Regions from separate parts of the Mus musculus genome. Here region 1 is linked to region 2. The links are chromatin contacts, called in public Hi-C maps. All regions are on one chromosome and are shown on one strand. Each heading gives the region's core, a stretch centred on a gene start, on an enhancer-like site or on the middle of the called end of the contact. The rest is flanking DNA. Distances are from core to core; before and after follow the strand shown.

Region 1 (5,203 bases), core at 1,881-4,380, 220 kb after region 2:
ATAGCTTATAGGCATGTAAACACTGACTGAAAAGATGCACAAATTCTTCCCCTTATAATCAGACTTTTCTGTTTTCTCATAAGTCAAAGTTAGCCAAAAGCCCTCATAGCTTGGAGATACAAAACTATCTGGCTTTCAACACAGGTTCCTGGTTTTGCTAGAATCATACTGTCTGGTCCAAATGTCTGGGGGCATTTCTTGCTTTACATTTTTAATCAGGCAACATCAATGCCTTAGGTTGAAAGTACAAGTTTAAGTTCTAGTTTCCCATCCTCACTTTCCTCCTTTGTATTTTCTAAAGGAAGGCTATTCCCAGGCCTTTTCTGACACAGCTGCTTGTGAGAACTTTGGTTTCCTAGCTAGCTACGGGGGACATCCTTGGCTAGGGAAATTTAAATATGCCCTAAGACAACTAACTTATTTGGCTAGTTTGAGGGTGTAATTTTCATTTTCATTTTATTCTGACTGTTAAACCATGGGAAGTGGAGCTGTTTTCTTGAGAGCATTGTTTTTTGACGAGTCATCCCTGACAGAGGTGGATGGGTGTTTCTTACACTGGGGGAGCAGCAGTGAGCACCTTAGTAAATCCATGTTCTTGTTGTCAGCAGTGAGATATCCATGAAAGTGTTTGGAGAGTTCACACACTTCTGTTCTCCAGCATGAAAGGCTAGGGGAGGTAAGACACCCACCCAAAGTTACACCAGCAGAGAGGACTACAACCTATACTAATACCTCATTCCAACCTTCTCCATATGTCCCAAAGTCAGGGAGAAAAGAATTGAAGATTGTCTTTGCATCAAAGAATGCCAAGACTCTCAGAGTATTCTTGATGATTAAAATCTTGCGACTAATTGATAGAAAAATCCAAACAGCAAAACGGAGCAGAGATCAGTAGAACAGATGCACAGTTTGTTCAATGCTATGGTAAAAGGGATCAATAGTTTCCTACTAGAGGAATTCAACCCTCTCTGTTACAAGTGTATGATAAACTCTAGGCATCATTTAATGAAATAGGCCTTCTTTTATATTAAGTAGTATCTTAAATCCTAATTTAACACATTTAAGTTTGGAACACATAAATTACAATGTTGAGAGGGTATAATGCTTACTCATTTGTGGATGAGAAAACCAAGAATCACAACAAAGAGTGGTTTCCCACCAGCTTTGCAGGAGTGACCACCATTGAGAAGGGACCACCATTGAAAGGGACAACCAGCCAGTGAACAAGAGTGTACAGTTCTAGGGAACCAGCTCGTCTGCCTGCTGCCAAAGAGGAATGTTTGCTTTTTTGCACCTGCCATTTGTTTAAATCAAAAAGGAATCTGAATAGACTTTTAGGGATACCTAGTTTTAAAGGGTGTAGGACGTTTTTATAATAGTTTAATTATGTCTTCAAAGATGCCAGATAAAGTGCTTAATTTATATTTGTCTATGGGAATCTTTAGAAGTTTGAATCAAAGCAAGAAGATTAATAAAGGCTAATTATGAGATGAATTAGTTCCACAGTTAATTATTTAATCCAGCATGTACAATAGCTTTCCTTATCTGCAATTTTGCTTTCCTCGGTTTCAGTTGCCCATTGTCAACAACGGCCTAAATGGAAAATTCCAGAAACAGAAATGCACTTGATTTGAATGTCTATCCATTCTGAGTAGCATGATAAAATTTGATACCATCTGCCTCTGTTCACCCAACAAGTGAATCAGCCATTCACCCATCCAGCACACCCATGCTGGTTATGTGATATCTCACTTAGTCATTCGGCACTATGTCACAGGTTGGCATGTCACAAATGCCAGTGCAGGCTCCCATGGAGTCACTGTACCACCTGGACTCATCACAGGAAGACTGGCGAGTAGAATAGAAGAACACAGTGACTGCGTTCACTTTTATTACTGTTTTAAAATTGTATTATAGTTTTTTATTCATTATAGTTTTATTATAGTTTATTATATTAGAGTATTTTAGCAATTATAGTTTTATTATAGTTTTTGTTTTATTACAGTTTTATTACATTATTAGTTATTACTCATCTCTTGATGTGGCTGATTTTTAAGTTAGACTCTATTAAAGGTGTACAGGGAAGTATATTACACACACATATTTGGAGCGGGGAGAAATCTTGTTACTATTTCTGGTTTCAAGAATACTTGGAAGGTCTGTGAAATGAGTCCCCAGAAGATAGGAGAGGCACAGTGCATAGGAGAGGCTCATAGACCATGGGCAGACTCTGTGCGAGGCACTGGAGATAAAGCACACAGCCAAGGGAAACTACTCTGAGACAGCAGGGTGAGGGGCCAGTGACAGAGTTCCACCCAGGTTTGGAGCATTGTGAACACGGAGAATGGTGTGTAACCATACTTGGAGGCTCTGATGACTCATGCTAGGAAAAACATGTCTAGATGTTAATGGCTGACTGAGGATTAGTAGGGAGTGAGGGGATGGATGTTCTAGTCAGAGAGAACACCTTTAGGAAAGGCCAGAGGCATGGAAGCCCAGGTCCGGTGTAGAGGAGTCTATAAAACTTAGTAGTGCGTATGGTGCATTTGGGAACACCCCGGATGCTGGAACAGCAAGCCTTTGAGTCCTATCATCTCCACGCTACACCAAGTACACTTGCAGAGTGTTACTGAAGGTTTCCCAGGCTCAGTCTTTATGGCCTGATTCACTAAGACTGTGATAGGGTCTGATATCTGCACTTTTTTTTCCATTTTTTATTAGGTATTTAGCTCATTTACATTTCCAATGCTATACCAAAAGTCCCCCATACCCTCCCCCCCACTCCCCTACCCACCCACTCCCCCTTTTTGGCCCTGGCGTTCCCCTGTACTGGGGCATATAAAGTTTGTGTGTCCAATGGGCCTCTCTTTCCAGTGATGGCCGACTAGGCCATCTTTTGATACTTTTAACCTAAGACAATAGTGACGAGCACACCTGTGAAGATGGCTCTAAGACAATAGTGACGAGCACACCTGTGAAGATGGCTCTAAGACAATAGTGACAAGCACACCTGTGAAGATGGGCCGTGAAAGGACTCTAACAGAAGGGCAGTTGGAGCCAATTAACACTGTAGCAAAGAGGATAAACATATATACATATGTTCACCCCAGGTTGCAAAAGGACAGATTTAGAGCCTGTCTTTAGACTTCTTAGGTAAAGCTGATAAGTCTGGAATATTCTAAGTGGTGATGGTGAGGTGAGAGAGAAGCTGGGGCAAAAGGAGATGGAATGAGAGCATGACTGGGTTTAGATTAGACGTTGGAGCAGAAAGCAGGGAAGGACAGCTTTTGGGTCCAGAGCAGACATTGGTGCTACCACACAGTGCAGGACTGCAGGAGCGGCCACACCCTGGTGTCGGTAATGGATGCATAGTTGAACTTGAAACACATGGCAGTGGTTGAGACAGATACTGGTAGTTAGCTGGGGAATTCCTGTCTTCAGATAAACAATCAGTTTTTACATGAATGCTGAGTTAACTATTTAGTTTCATCTACAAAGAGCTTATCCATTTAAACATGTATTAAAACAACAACTATGTGCCGCATGAAAACAGTAAATTTTGTCAGATTCTGCACAGTGCAAAGCACTTGTATTTGCCTTTTTTAATGTAGAAGGCCAGAGCAAGCATTCTTTAACATAAAATAAAACATGCACATTTAACCCCATATTGATTTTTAAATCAGGGCATAATTAGACCAGATCACTAGATCTTTATTTATAAGTATTAATTTTAACAAAATTGGATATGAGAAAACCATACTCTTCATTTTGTTGATTTTGACTTTATATTGAGCTAGTGTTAACAGTATTACATCTGCTTTTATAATGTGAGCTATTGGTCTTTCCATTTCTAAATTAATTGGAAATTTTAAATGAATTTTAATAACGTAGGCAACAGTGGTTTTTTTTTAAATAGAATTGAATTCAAACTGAGATAGCTGAGAACTGAAGTCTCAGGTTTTCTTCACAGAAATCTTGTGCCCGCCCATTAGAAGTGGCCACTTTCAACAGTCCAGGCCCTTTCTGTATTCCTTCATGAAAGGGTGATTAAGAGCCTAAGAAATGAAGAGAACGCCTTTGAATAGTAGTGGCTATTTTTGACCATGAAGTCAGGCATTTAGGACAAGTTCGACAGAGGATGAAGTGCTAAGGTGTGGGGCATTTGGTAAAGTCTTGGCAGATCTGGTGTCTCGTGGGAACTGTGAGAAAAGGGGCTGGAAAGACGAGGCATTGAGAGCAGTGTAGTCTCATCCCCCTCACCCCTCTCAGGGGCTCCCACCCAACCACCCATAATTCTATTTCCAGGGGATCTGACAGCTTTTTCTGGACCCAGAGACACTGCAGTTATGTGAACAGATGACAGACAGACAGACAGACAATACATCCCTACACCTAGATAAAAATAAAATAAACTTTAAAAAATAGGATTGGGGCCTGATAAGAGGGGACTGCGGAACCCGGCTTCCCATTTTGTGAACTGGCTGTGAGCAGAGTGGCTCTGTTCTGCTCCGCACCTCGCTCAGGGGGTGATGCCTCTTACAGAACCCAAAGCAATGGCTGTCAAACCATGAACTGAAACTTCTATGACTAAGAGCCTAAATGAACCTTTTATATTTGTAGGTTGGTTACCTCAGGTATTTTACTACAGCACCAGGAAGCTAACACTTACTACATCATTATAAAATATTTTATATAAAAATTGTAAGTGACAGTGCATGCATTAGAATGTATTTGTGTATTAGAATTCAGGGATGAGGGGTATTTTGGCTTAGCTGATGCATACAACCCCAGACTCTTCCACATATGTAACACAGAGCGACAGAACCACAGTCTCAGAGCTTTGATTAAACCATGGCTTTACTATTATACTGGCCACCCAGGTCTTCTATGGGGGTTGATTCCTTACTAAGTGCTGATTGTCAGTTGACAGCATCTAGAACTACCTTGGAAGCAAGCCTCCCTGTATACCTGTGAGGGACCACTAGGTTAAGGTTTGCATCTGAGAATGTCGGGAAGAGATTATCTTGATTTGATTAATTTGTCTGGGAAGCCACATCTGTACTGTGGGTGGTCCCATTCCTTCGGTGGAGATCCTAGCGTATATAAAATGGAGAAATGGTGTGGATTATTAGATAGCAAGCATTCACTGCTCTTTGCTTTCTAACTGTGGATGCCATCTGACCATTTGTTTCAAGCCTCTGTT
Region 2 (4,594 bases), core at 1,942-4,441:
AGATCCCTAAACCTGTGAGGCGAGGTCTTCATCCAAAAGCCGTCTCCTCGGCCCCTATATGCTTGTTTCTATGCTCAAGAAGAATTAGTGTTGTATCGCAATTGTTATTATCTAAAGTAACCATCCTTTAGAAAAGAAGGCTAGAGCTACTAACATACCTACTACTTACTGCCTACCTAGGAGCTTGGGATGAACCTGCTATCAACTGTTTTCTTTCCAGACTACTCTTGTGTTTTGAGACAGGGTCTTGCTGTAGCCCAAACTCCCACCCATCAGTTATCACATTTAATATGGTCTTAGCAGTGCGGGGTAAGCTCCAGTGGTCTCCCGCTTTAGAGATGGGGCAATAAAAGGAGAAGCAGTTGTCCAGTAAGTGGCATGCTTGTGAGATTAAGCTGGTCTGATGGCACTCAGGGATGGCACTTCTATCCTGGGTTTACCCACGTAATCCACCGAGTCCACATACAGCCATGCTTAGCAGTCCTTATGTACTTTATAGTTTCAAATGCTTGTTTTGGCATTTGGCAAAGCCAGCTAGTGAACTTCTGGGGATTTTTTAGTTTTAATTTATTTTTTATAATGTAGGCTGTGATGCTGCTGGCATTTTGTTAATGTCAGTTTGAACCTTCCTTTTGTTAGACCCTGAGCCCGAAAATCCAGAAAAAGGCAAAAGGCTTGTATCCTTGGTGACCAGGTGGGGTAGTGCATACCTGTGATCCCAGAACTTGGAAAGCTGAGGCAGGAGGATTGGCAAGCTCATGGCCAGCCTAGACAACAGAGAGAGTTCAATATCAGCCTGGACAGCATAGTATATCTCTCTATTAAAAACAAACAAACAAACAAACACAAAGAAAGAAAGAGTGGGCTGATCTAGGTAGGCCTATAAGTCAGGATGGACCAGACATAATGGTTCTTTACATCAATGCTTCTCAACATCGGGGTTGAGACTCCTTTTGTTGAGAGAATGACTCTTTCACAGGTTCAAATATCAGCTATTCTGCATACCAGATAGTTACATTCTGATTCATAACAGAAGTGAAATTAGAGTTATGAAGCAGCAATGAAATAACTTTTTGATTGGGGGTCACCACAACATGAGGAACTGTACTAAGGGGTCACAGCATTGGGAAGGTTGAGAGCCACTGCTCTAAAACGATCCTGACAGGCTGTGTCAGGGAAGCCCGGTATTGTTTGGAGCATCCATTTACCTACCAAATATTACAGCTCATTCTAGGCAGAGTGCTGGACAAGACCCCACTCCTGTCCAGTGTGGCTGTGGGGAGAGTCCCACTTACACTTTGTCACTTGGGAGAGAGGAGCATAGTGTGGGCCCCAGAGCAGACTCTCTCCATCAGCTGGAATGTGACCTTGGGCAGCTAACGCTCCTGCCAGTGCCCCTTTTCCTATCTGTAAAGCGGGGATAACAGAAGGGTTTTATTTATAGAACTGATGCCTAAGGGAGCTGAACAGAATAGATGCCTTGCATGTACCTGTCAGCAGCTGTTGTCACTGTCATTATTGTGATCTTTTGTGAATGTGTGTGCGCATGTGCATGTGTATTTGCTGTGGGTCATGAGGTTTGCATATAGTTGACTAATGGCATTTTTGGTGCACTTACCAGAAAGGGGCTAGTACTCTTTTTGACTTAGCCAATTTTCAATGCTGTGGAGTAGACCATGTTAGTTATTGCAGCTTACATTGTTTTTTCATAATAAGATGTCTTCATAACATGTGAGTCTTAATTGTAATGAGTGAGCAGTGCTAATAGACATTGTACAACTGCCAACCCATTTGCAAAGCCCAGTTTAATATTGTCAGATTTAACTGTAACTTGATGTCCGCGAACTCCTGTTACTGAGTGGAGATTCTTATTGCTCTTGAGACAAACCTGAGATATATGTGGAACAAAATGCAGTGTGGTTGAGTTTAAGATATTTTTGAATGGTTGGTAGTTACCCACTACAGAGTCATTCCTTAATTGTTCCTCCACCTTCTGTCCCAACCTCCAACTAATCCACTGCCCATACCTTATTTTCACACAGCTCTTTAGCATAGAGTCAGCAACTTTCCTGGCTCCAGAGTCACCATTTGCATACCATTGATTTAATGAGATTACCCCAGATTTGATATTAATGTGAGAAGGTCTGGGCAGAGGAGAGGCCTCAGTGGTAAAGACTGCTGCTTAGGAATGAGAGCTTGCCTGTGTGGGATCTGGTGTGGCTTGTGCAGAAGCAGAGCACGGTGGGCATGGCTGTAAACATGGTACTGGGATGAGGACAGGGGCACATCCCGGGCTCCCACTGGCTAGCCACTCTCATCTGAGCTCCAGGGACAGTAGAGACTGTCTCATAAAAGTAAGGTGGAGAGTGAGAGAGGAAGAAACACACCCACTGATTGTTGACCTTTGATGGACACATACATGAGCATCTCTCTCTCTCTCTCTCTTCTCTTCCCTCTCTGTCTCTCTCTGTCCCTCTCTGTCTCTCTTTGTCTCTTTCTGTCTCTCTCTCTCTCTCTCTCTCTCTCTCTCTCTCTCTCTCTCTCTCTCACTCTCACACACACACACACACACACACACATACACACACATACACACTCACACACTGTAGCTGAAAGATAACTTTTTTCATTAGTTGAAAATGCTATAATAGCAGGTGAATTTTGTTGACTTTCTGTAAACTGGAAGTCTTGGCTTCATTTAAATGAGAATGATATATATTTAGGCTTCTCAGGCAGCCAGAGAACCCAATTGGAGGGACTGTACGTTTCTTCAGAGAGCCAGGATAATCCTAGATCAATCCCTTTGCAAGGCTGAGCTCTCATAGTTGCCTTGCATTGAGGCCTGTTCTCATCTACTGTCCTTCTGAGGGAGAACTTGAGACAGAGCAGGGAAGATACAGGTCAGTGACAGACCAGTTCAGTGTCCGAAACTTTAGGGATGATGGAATTCACTCCACTTCCTCAGTACAGTACAGTCTGGTGTGTCAAGGGGTTTTCACAAGGGCGAGAAAGCACTGAACAACCCTGACAGCACATCCACGAGTAAGATCATTTCCAGATGTAAAACGAGCCTCAGAGGGGCCAGAGATTCCCCCGGATCTGGAGTAAATTACGAGCCTACTGAAGACTTAAAGCCATACTTCTCTACTCTTTGCCCATGGTCAGCCCTGTGCTGTGTCTACTATTCTGCACCAGAGGGCAGCAATACATTGGAGTTTGTTCAGACCTAAAAAGATGTGTATCAGATAGAAGGCAATGGCTCTAATTCAACAGTGAGGTTTGGAGGAGAAAGCTCGGAGCCTTCTATTTTAAAGGGGACCTATTGTACCATCTCTGGCTCATTGTCTGTACATGATTTTAGCCCAAAGGCTGGGAAACAATGTGGCTCTTTGTCTGTTTACATAGACAGGCAAATAGAAAGAGGTGCTGGAAAGACATAATTGGTGACCGAATGAGTGGGATTCGGGCACTGAGAGGCATGGATTTGATGTGCAATTAGAACAGTCAGTGTGTGCATAAAAGTGATAAAGCCAAGCCTAGAATACTCTGTATTTCAGTTTGAAGTGAACTCAGAATTAACTCAGTGTTAATTTAAAAATGTCAAGTTCAGGGGCAGGAGCACTTGCCGCTCTTGCAGAGGACCAGGGTCTGGTTCCCAGGACCTACATGGTGTCTCATAACCACAGGTAGCTCCAGTTCCTGGGGACATGACCTGCTTTTCTTAGGTCTGTGGACACAGACATGGTACATATACACACGTGCAGGCAAACACCCATACACATAAGCTAAAATCTTTTAAAAGATAAGGCTTAGGTTTAGATAGAGAGAGCTAGCTATAGGACCCGTGCTACCCGGGATCCTGGTATTCAAAGAGACTCTGTAATGGTCAGCCTCAACCCGAGTTCTGGCAACCCTCCCTTGCACCAGTCCACTGCTGTGAGACAGTGATGCCCAGGAGGAGTGAGGCTGGCTTCTCTGCACCACGTAGGGAATGTCACAGACATGGTGCGTGCTTGACTGAGAACACACACAGATACATACACAGGTAAAAACACTCCAAGAATGCTGGGAAATCAAGTGGTTTAGGCACACTTTCCAGAGCACTGCAGCAAAGCAGTCACTGTGAGATAGCTGCACCCAGTGATTACTGTGTCCCCAGTCAGCATTTTCTGCGGCAGAGAAGCCAGGGGGTTGGAGCGAGTGTGCGAGTACCGGTGTACTGACTGTTGGTTGGTTCCTTCTCAGGGCAGTCCTTGGCATTGCCAGGAGCCCCAGACAAAGCTGCCTGTGAGCCATGGACAGCAATAGCCTTTCTTTTCTTCCTTGTTTGATTGATCTCCTCCCCTTGTGTTTCCCAGAACTTCTCGCTTTGCCTCATTCCCTGAATACTTGGTAGTGCAGATAAAGAAGTTCACTTTTGGTCTTGACTGGGTTCCCAGAAAATTTGGTAGGTATCCTTTGCATGCTTTCGCTTAAACTATAGAGTGAGCCACCTAACCAGACATGGCATGTGAAAGAGGCTGTGGGAACGTCTGCCCCGTCCCTTCCACCCCATTGTTTCCTCTGTTACTCCCAGGTTTCTCTGGACCCAGAA

The links. A called contact is a pair of places that touch in the nucleus more often than the background predicts.
Region 1: a Hi-C map of rod photoreceptor shows a contact between it and region 2, with 2.4 times the contacts expected there. The contact joins two enhancer-like sites. A contact is called at or near these places in 9 of 484 Hi-C or Micro-C datasets (adipose-derived mesenchymal stem cells, cortical neurons, cranial neural crest and 6 more).

The regions. Positions count from the first base shown.
Region 1 is chr3:33,123,236-33,128,438 of GRCm38.p6, forward strand. It overlaps a transcript of Pex5l not described here. Among named protein-coding and RNA genes, the nearest start is that of Gm52604, 6.0 kb to the left of the region's middle. Within about 2 kb of position 3,131, at least 4 of the 459 cell types and tissues checked have an H3K27ac peak or open chromatin away from gene starts, as enhancers often do. A contact at or near this core is called in rod photoreceptor, where this site is marked.
Region 2 is chr3:32,907,215-32,911,808 of GRCm38.p6, forward strand. Usp13 (ubiquitin specific peptidase 13 (isopeptidase T-3)) reads left to right here. Exons shown (of 21, transcript NM_001013024.2): 14 at 4,359-4,447. Among named protein-coding and RNA genes, the nearest start is that of Gm34153, 62 kb to the right of the region's middle. Within about 2 kb of position 3,192, at least 32 of the 459 cell types and tissues checked have an H3K27ac peak or open chromatin away from gene starts, as enhancers often do. A contact at or near this core is called in rod photoreceptor, where this site is marked.